3 separate regions of the Mus musculus genome follow, and regions 2 and 3 are each linked to region 1. A link is a contact called in public Hi-C and Micro-C data. All regions are on one chromosome and are shown on one strand. Each heading gives the region's core, a stretch centred on a gene start, on an enhancer-like site or on the middle of the called end of the contact. The rest is flanking DNA. Distances are from core to core; before and after follow the strand shown.

Region 1 (2,943 bases), core at 398-2,897:
AGGCCCCTTAGGTTCAATCCCAAGCAGCACTAAGAATCATAAAATCCTGACATAAGAACAATTTAAACGTAAAAGACTAATAACATGAAAAATTAACAAAATACAAAATCTAAACACCCTGAAGAAATAACTAGCAATCAAATCAACATTTTTTTTAATCCAATAATTTGGGCTTTGAAAGCAAAATAAAATACCTGCCTTGCTCAAGCACAGAGTGGCTAATATTACCCAGACCACTGCACAGCAAAATAGACACATGATTAGCACATCATGTACACACATCTGAACATGATTTGGCTGAATATAGTTACAGAGACAAGTATATGTTCCAATTGTTGGCAATAACTTCTTTTTCCATTCCATGAGGTCACTTTACAAATTCCAAGAAGAACCAAACTCGTTACTCAGCAAATACAACTGGAAAATAAAGTGTTCAAAAATTTGGCCTTGACTAGTAGAGATCATGAAATATCTTCTGATGACAGCAAATGTTAGGACATGTAATTCTCAGCTCTGTTTGGAAATTTACAGACTAGTACAAAAAAATTTATCTATATAAACACAACTTTCCTAGGAGTAAATTTAAGATCAGTGAGTTCTCTAGCCCTCCAGCAACCACAGATGTATCCCACAACACAATATCCAGTAGATAATCTTACAGAAGGGGCTGTGTCATTTCTATCAGAGGCACTGAGTCAAATGCCCACAGCTCTCCCAACAATACAAGGAGAGACCTTGGACATGGAAATCAGTAAGCTATTCTGCATCTGCTGTGAATGTCCTGGGCACGAGCAGACTAGTGGCAGCATTTCTGTTGCAACTAGCTGCAGACCTTAAAGGGGACAAGGAGCCCAGAGACATCGGAGAGATGCGACCTCTCATCAGCTTGTTGTCAGGATCAGTGACTCTGAGGGTTTTCACGTGAAAATCAAGTCTGATGTAGATGTGGAGACAAATATACACAACGCTAAAATGTACGGTTTGGGACACACTATGGGACAAATCAGTGTGGTGATGTTCCGCCCCTCACTTCACCCACCCCTTCCCAGACCATCATTATTAGTAACTGCACTGGCATCCCATTTTCCAACCACAGCCTCCTGTCAGCTCATTCCCTGCAGCCTCCCACTCCTTCCACCCACACCCATGGGACCGCTGGCCACTCTGAGCTTCTCAAGCCAACTGGGCATGTTGCAACCTCAGCTTGTGCAGCTGCTCCTCAGCTACCCACGCCTTCTGCTGCAGATGAAGTCTTCTACCTCATACACACAGTTCCTACTTACCCGAAACTTCAGAGAGGCTGGTCCTGACCACCTTAGAGGCTAGCACCCTGCTTCCTTCTTTTACTGTCTTCCCATCCTGCCTTATCTTTTCCCCTTTAAAAAATTTTTAGCTTTTTATTGGCTCTTTATGAATTTCACATCATGGACCCCAATCCCATTCATCTCCCCCTTCCCTCGTGCCCACCTTCCATGCTTGCAATACGACCCCCAGATAAAACTCTTGTGGAAGCTGTGTGTCACAGTATGTCCCACAGTATTTCCTTTTGTCCACACTTCTTGCAAATGTTCCTTGCAATGAGTCGGTCTGCCACGAGGCCTCTGGCTTCTGCTACTCTATCAGTATTGGAACCTCACTGAGACTCCTCCCAGATATCCTGTTGTTGCCCTGTCTCATGGACATCCTGTAGTTTGGGATCTATAAGACCGGCCTCTTCACACACTCCAGCAGTTTATTAATGGGATAGATGTTGGGGTCCGCCAATTTAAATCCTTGGACCTTGGACCAGGCTTGCTTCTGCCCAGGGCTGTGGTCTCAGGTGGAATTCTTCTAGTCTCTGGCTTGTTCCATATCCTGGGAGCCTGATGCCAAACTGATGGTCGTCTTAGATTCACCTTTCCCAGGAAATGTTAGGTTTGTAAGTCAGAACACTCACAGCCTCTCCCCTCTCTGCCACCTCCTGACACACATGTGACACAGCAGCCACGCCCACAATACCTCTAGGGGCAAGTGTTTTATTTTTCTATACCAACTCTTATGACAACTGTATGGATTCTTAGTAGCTGATTATCTCTTTCTTCATATAACAAGCTTCATGGAAGGGAATTAATTTTGTATATGAAATTTCAAAACACTGGAATATTTGTTAAATAAAGAAATTTTATGTTCAAGAGTATCAAATTCTATGGAATTTCATTGTTAAAATCTGAAAATAGTTTTCCTTTCCAAATCAGACAGAACTAAACAAGTGTTATGGCAAATTTTATGTCAACCTGACAAGGCTGCATGCGCCAGGCTTTAACTGTCAACCTGTCACAACCTGGAAGCACTTTTAAAGAGTCTTAATCTTGATCAGTGGGCATATCCCAGGGACTGTCACCTACTTTGGGTGGCATCGTTTCCTATAGTTGGGATCATGAAAAATGTAAAAGAGAAGAAAGCTAGCTAAGAGCAAGCAAGCAAGCAAGCAAGCAAGCAAGCAAGGGTGAATTTATTTCCCCTGCTAACTTTGGATGTGACCAGCTGTTTCAAGTTCCTGCCTTGCCTTCCACACAGAGATGGACTGTGACCTGGGAGTGTAAGGCGATGTAAACCCAGTTCTCCACTAACCTGCTTTCAGTTAAGATGTTTATCACAACATCAGAAAAGAAACTAGGATGGTACAAACTTTTATTCTAGAGATTCTGGTAAAGGTACTTTTTGATAGGATTGCTATTCCAATTGGTAGAGTAGTAGGGCAGACTACTTACTGCACAATGTGACTGGGTTTCATGTAAATCAACTGTCTTAGAAACAAGGGTATCCTTAACTGCACTACACAGAAGATGATGTAGTCCACTTTTAGGTTTCAACTGCTGCTCTTCCCAGGACTACCACTGGCCCAATCTGAACTTGCAAGGTCTGCTGTTTCAAAAACCACTCCCTTAAAGCACACCATGCTCT
Region 2 (2,876 bases), core at 279-2,778, 86 kb after region 1:
GCCTGGCGTGATAGCTCAATGGTTTAAAGCACTTACTCCTCTTTTAAGGGAGCAGGGTTGGGTTCCCCACACCCACATTAGGTGACTCAAAAACCATCTGAAACTCCAGCTCCAGTGTCACCACACTGTGTGGTGAATATAAACTCATGCAGCCTCGCATACACAAATACAAATTTTTTAATACATGAATTTTGCAAAGTCTTTCATCAAAATAGTATTTTAAAAAGTAGCCCATCCAACTCTTTAAACTTTTTGTGACAGGGGGTTTCTTTCCCGAAACACGTGATGGGTATGAATGGGAAGCATTTTATCTTGGTAAGGCCTTCACCAATTTCTTTTTCAATACTTTCCTTGGACTTAACTGAATGTAAAACTCAGCTCTGTCTACATCCAATCAGAGGCGACTAAGCCTTCAGGCAAGAACCAGGAAACAAAACAGCTCCACAACCACAAAGAAACACCTTATGCCTTGTCTTTATTGCTTCTGGTCAAACATAATCTTAGATGTTAAGATACAACTTGAGAAGCCGGGCGTGGTGGAGCACGCCTTTAATCACAGCATTTCGGAGGCAGAGGCAGATTTCTGAGTTTGAGGCCAGCCTGGTCTACATAGTGATACAAAGTGACAGCCAGGACTATACAGAGAAACACTGTCTCGAAAAAAAAAACAAAAACAAAAACAAACAAAAAAAGAACAACAAAAAAGATACAACCTGAGAGACCAAACCTGCCAGGTGGGCGTGGTGAAGCACGCCTGTTATCGCACCAATACAAGGGCAGAGGCAAGGACCATGAGAGGCCAGCCCTTAGCTAGAGCGAATGCCAATAAAAAGGAAAATTGGACTCGAAGTCAGCCTTCAATGTGGCCTATCGTTCTTTCTGTGGCACTGCCACCTAGACCTAGGGCACACCTCTGTCACCTGCAAGAAACAAACTGCTTGAACCCTGAAAAACTCTCTTGTGGGCCGTTCACGTGGCGACCCCTGGAAAGCCTTGTGCTCCTGGAATCTGGACCCTGACACACCGTAGGCGGTGTAGGGGGACCCGGCAGCTCCCGGGTTTCACCGAGGTGTGGTGTGGACAGGAAGGTGAGCACAGAAGGGGCACCCGACGCTCCTCGCCCCCGCATCCTGATCAGCTCTGGAGGCTTCGGCCTCCCTCCCAAGAGCCGATCGCCCTAAGCCCTCCACCCAATTCCCGCCAGTGTCCGTCCCCCAGGGCCCACCCGAGGAGGCCTGCTCCGGGGAAAAGCCGCCGAGCCGCAGCTCTCCATCCGCCCACTCGGGAAAAAAAAATCCCTTGGCTGCCGCCATGTTCCCGCGCCGAAGCCCACACCTGACACCGCGGGCCGCGCACCTGGGACACACCGGGGGAAACGCGCGACGTCGCGGGGACACTGGGGCGAGACAGCGACTCCACGGGGGTCACAACCTGGGAGAAGAACCCGCCGCTAATTCATCCCGAAGCGGGGAGGCGTCGAGCCCCGTCGCCTTAGTAATGCGTCCCTCCGGGCTCCACCCTGATTGGCTCCTGGCGCAGTGACGCAAGGCGTCTCCGGCTGCGTGGGAAGCCCTTGAACCGGGCGCTCCGCCCCTGCTCCGCAGTGGGGAGAGACCCCGGGCGTCGTCTAAGCTCCTTTAAAGGAACCGCGCCCCAGATCAGTGTGGCCAGGCGCAGATGCCTGCCAAAGCTGGTAGGGGTAGAGGAGCAAGAAACCAAAAATGAGAACTCAAGCGGTGGTCTCCGGGGAATCTAGTGGTTGCGTAGGGGGATGGCAAAGCTAGAGCACTCATTTGCAAGCCTAACGTTTACGTCAGGAATCAAAGGGCAATTTAGTATCCAGCCAATTCTAGAGCCTGAGTTTCTGCTGGCACAAAACTCAAGACACCTTCAACGCCTGAGGTTACCTCATGGAAAATAAATCGGAGGCAATCATTTACAACTCTTACTTTCTTGCCTCATGTAAAGAGCAAATGATCACGCAGTCAGTTCTAGAGCCAGGTTCCTGATGGTGTAAAACTAAACGCACCTTCATTCAACCCCTAAAGTTGCAGGATGGAAAACGCAGAGACACTAAATGACAAGCGTTATTTTCTTGCCCCAAGTCAAAAAGCAACTCCAGGTTCTGTGGTGCGCAACTGTTGCTAATTCGCAGTGTTTGCTCAAGTCTCAACGTTTCCTCTTCTGGATGGCCCAATCAGTTTTTATGTTGCTGTCGGGTTTTTGTCGTTGTTGTTGTTGTTGTTTGGTTTTTTGGGTTTTTTTTTTTTTTCTGTTTGTTGGTTTTTTTGGTTTTTTTTTTTTTTTCTGTTTGTTGGTTTTTTGGGTTTTTTTTTTTTTTTTTAAGTTTGGTTTGGTTTGGTTTGGTTTTGTAGGACACTCTTTTGGAAAGGTCTTTGTGCCTTTCTACAGTGTTGGATCTGGCTCCAAACCTACCAGACTAAGCACCTGGATGCTAGAGACTGGTTAATTTAACCTCTTTGCGTTTCCCCTGCACAATACCTTCTTGCTGACTTTTAACAGATAATAGACATCTTTAAAAATATGAAATGTCCACACATAGCCGACAGAGCCTTTCAACAGCTTTTCATTTATGTTTATTCATTTAATCTGTTTATTTAACATGAAACAGAGAGAAATGAATTTTTAAGTTCAGGGTAGCCTTGTGTGGTAGTACATGCCTGTAGTCCCAGCAGTCCCCATAACAGAGCCAGGAGACTGCCTCTGCAAGACTCTAAATTTTAAAAAACAAATGCAAGGTGCCTTCGCGCTCAGAGCCAGCGTTACCTCTCCTTTACCTTTATTCAATACTTAAGTGTTTGAGATGTGCCACAATTGTATTAGAAAACAGAAAATACAACGAAGGAAAAAAAGCA
Region 3 (2,751 bases), core at 37-2,536, 100 kb before region 1:
TAAATATCATGTTTTCCCTGGTCTTAGGTGACCAACCCTGTGAAAGGGTCACTCACAGGGGTAGTGACCCACTGGTTGGGAATCACTGTTGTAGAGGGATCCAGAGATTCTTCAGGGGAGCCATAACATAGAGGGACAAGTGTTGGCTTTTTGGTTTAGCTATGTTATTGGCTTCTTATGCCTGGAACCCCTATTCCACCCTAATCCCTTCCAACCCCCAACACTAGGACGGAGAGAACGAAGGTTAGAAAGGAAAGGGGACATAGAGCTCTTTAGACTACCTCCTGCTGATTAGGGGCATCAGGTTCCTAGAGACAAATCCAATCTTCATCGGCAGAATATCCAGGAAGCCAGCAATCCAGCAAATGCAACAGGAGGAATGAGCAGCAGCTGGGGTGGGGGGCGGGGGGGGCGGGGGTGCGGGGGGGGGGGAGCAACGGGACCAGCGTGGGGGGGGGGTGAGGAGCAGCGGGACCTGCGGGGGGTGGGGCACAGCAGCAGCGGGACCAGCGCGGGGCGGGGGGTGGGGGGGAGCCAGAAAGGGAGCAACAGCCGGACCAGGGGGTGGCAGCGGGACCAGCAGGGGGAAGGGGCAGCGGGACCATCAGGGGAGGGGGAGGCAGCAGCAGCCGGACCATCAAGGGGCAAAGGGGGCAGAAGCTGCCTCAGGCCCTGTTAGTGCCCTCCCGTTATACCCACTCCAGAATCCCCATAATTAAACTCTCTGCAGCTAACACACACACACACACACACAGCATGAGACAATCCTAATTAACTGCTGTGGACAAACTGAAGCAGCCCCACATCCCACACCTGAGATTAAAACAAAAACATATCCCCACAACATAACTGTCATTTAAAACAACCCAAACTTCTCACTACAGCTAAGCGGTGAACTTTGGTTCGAAGCGTAGCTCTAGCTCTGTCTTTTATTGGCCGTGTGGTCCTAGGAAGGCATTGAACAATCCTGGATTTTGTCGTGCTTAATCTCAGGAGAGGAGGAGGTAACTCTCCATCTGGCTGGGTCATAAAGACCAAGTGACAGAGGTGATGTGGCTTTATCTAGTGAGGTTCTGAATCTAATCATTAGGTGGGGTGAATCATGGCAAGTTTCAGGTCTGTGCCTAGATAATTATGCTACACCTAGGAGTGTGATCAATATCTTTAATTTTCTTCATCTTCGGTTATTTATATTTCCTTCTCCATGACCTCCAGATGGCAGCATGGGCCACGGAAACAGAGCATCTCTTGTCAGGCTGTTGCTTCCCAGGATGCAGATGCTGATGGAGCCAGAGCAACAGTAACCACAAGGCCGCTGGCTGGGTTCTTACTGTGCTGGGGGTATAGGAAGCACTTCTCACAAACAGAAGTTCAAGTGCTTTGGCTTTATGAAGAATGAAAAGGGTCACTGATGGAAGGAGCTGCTGACCGGGAGAACCAGAAACCAAGCAAGTCCAGTCTTCAAGGATGCCTGCCAGGCTACTTTTCCCCCACCATGCTGGTCTTCTCTGTGAATGTAGTATCCTCCTTCACCAATGAGGAGAATAAGACAGAAGGACAGAATGGAACAGCTTAGAGACCAGGCTCCTGGAAATGTCCCATCATTCAAGACACTCACCTGTGAGATGCTTGGTGCAGGAACCATAGGAAAGCTGAACCCCTGAATCCCCAAGAGAATCTCTTCCATTCTCAAAGCAATCTTTGCCAAAAGCCAAAGTGGATTGTGGGAAATTCCCTCCAACCCTCTGCTGACCATCCTCTTTTACTGAACCCTTTAGCCACAGCATTTGAAACTCAACCTCTAATCCCTTCATCCTAAATATTCCTGGGCAATCTCTGAGCCAGCCACGTGTACAAACATGTGCCTTATTGGAGGAAGTGTGCTACTGAACGTAGACTTTGAGGTTTCAAGCCAGGACCAGTGTCTCTTCTTGCGGCCTTGGGATCTGGCTTTAGAAGTCTCGGGTACTTTTCTAGCACCATGTCTGCCTGCAGGCCACCATGCTTCTTGCCACAATGAAAATGGACAAACCCTCTGAAACTGTAAGCAAGTCCCAATTCAGTGTTTCCTAGATAAGAGTTGCTTTGGACATGGTGTCTCTTCACAGCAACACACCACTAAAAACTCTGTGTCTAACCTGAAGCATCCACAACTGTTTGCATCCCTTGAGGACTGCCACCAACCTCTTACCTTTCCACCTTGGGAAGTGTGGAACCTTGAAGGACCAAGCTCCTGAAAAGCTGAAAGACACAGTGGCATGGGCAATTTCTAGGCAGTTTCTGGATGTTCTATGCCCATCACTGATTTGAATATACAGGGGTCCTGTTAGACCAAACCAGCAGTTGCAATATGGTCCTTGAATAGAAGAGATAATCAAAGTGCAGCTACCACTGGGCTTGGAGCACAATGCCTTGGGAGATGTGAGGGGACAGGACTAGAGAGGCAGCCACTGAGCCTGGACCACCTGCATCCCCACCAGCCTCTGCAGCTGGTCTGGGATTTTAAGACAAAGAGAGACAAGGAGCTAGTCAGATGGCTTTGCAAGCTGGGCAGTTGGAGTCTATTTTGTAACCCACAGATTAATGGGGCTCCGACTAGCCCTGCAGAATAAAATTCAATTGGTTCAAGCCCCATGTGGCAGGGAGCTCGACTCTCTCCCACAGATTTATGCTCAGGCCGTGACTTCCTGTCCTGGCAATCTACCTCTGCTCTGGGATCCGATGCTAGTCCCTTATCTCCTCCACTGCCAC

Evidence for each region. Hi-C and Micro-C count contacts between places; a contact is called where the count stands out from the background.
Region 2: a Micro-C map of muscle stem cells shows a contact between it and region 1, with 5 times the contacts expected there. The contact joins the promoter of Lclat1 here to the enhancer-like site in region 1. A contact is called at or near these places in 12 of 39 promoter capture datasets (the 3T3-L1 cell line, the C10 cell line, the HPC-7 cell line and 7 more), 5 of 15 datasets of contacts at CTCF or cohesin (CD8 T cells, the G1E-ER4 cell line, the NIH/3T3 cell line and 2 more), 77 of 484 Hi-C or Micro-C datasets (the AML12 cell line, B cells, the C10 cell line and 30 more), 11 of 115 datasets of contacts at active chromatin or transcription factors (the 230-238 cell line, the HPC-7 cell line, the SCID.adh cell line and 6 more) and 1 of 9 other capture datasets (liver).
Region 3: a Hi-C map of the C2C12 cell line shows a contact between it and region 1, with 4 times the contacts expected there. The contact joins two enhancer-like sites. A contact is called at or near these places in 12 of 39 promoter capture datasets (the 3T3-L1 cell line, the C10 cell line, the HPC-7 cell line and 8 more), 7 of 15 datasets of contacts at CTCF or cohesin (CD8 T cells, the NIH/3T3 cell line, embryonic stem cells and 3 more), 148 of 484 Hi-C or Micro-C datasets (the 3T3-L1 cell line, the 4T1 cell line, the 63-12 cell line and 80 more), 11 of 115 datasets of contacts at active chromatin or transcription factors (the 230-238 cell line, CD8 T cells, the NIH/3T3 cell line and 7 more) and 2 of 9 other capture datasets (adipose tissue and liver).

What each region holds. Positions count from the first base shown.
Region 1 is chr17:73,192,980-73,195,922 of GRCm38.p6, reverse strand. All of the region lies in intron 4 of Lclat1 (lysocardiolipin acyltransferase 1), which reads right to left. It also overlaps the pseudogene Gm25406. Among named protein-coding and RNA genes, the nearest start is that of E330032C10Rik, 57 kb to the left of the region's middle. Within about 2 kb of position 1,647, at least 62 of the 459 cell types and tissues checked have an H3K27ac peak or open chromatin away from gene starts, as enhancers often do. A contact at or near this core is called in the C2C12 cell line, the C3H10T1/2 cell line, the HL-1 cell line and 7 more, where this site is marked.
Region 2 is chr17:73,106,637-73,109,512 of GRCm38.p6, reverse strand. Lclat1 (lysocardiolipin acyltransferase 1) reads right to left here and starts at 1,528. Exons shown (of 6, transcript NM_001177967.1): 1 at 1,357-1,528.
Region 3 is chr17:73,295,581-73,298,331 of GRCm38.p6, reverse strand. No RefSeq gene overlaps it. Among named protein-coding and RNA genes, the nearest start is that of E330032C10Rik, 46 kb to the right of the region's middle. Within about 2 kb of position 1,286, at least 9 of the 459 cell types and tissues checked have an H3K27ac peak or open chromatin away from gene starts, as enhancers often do.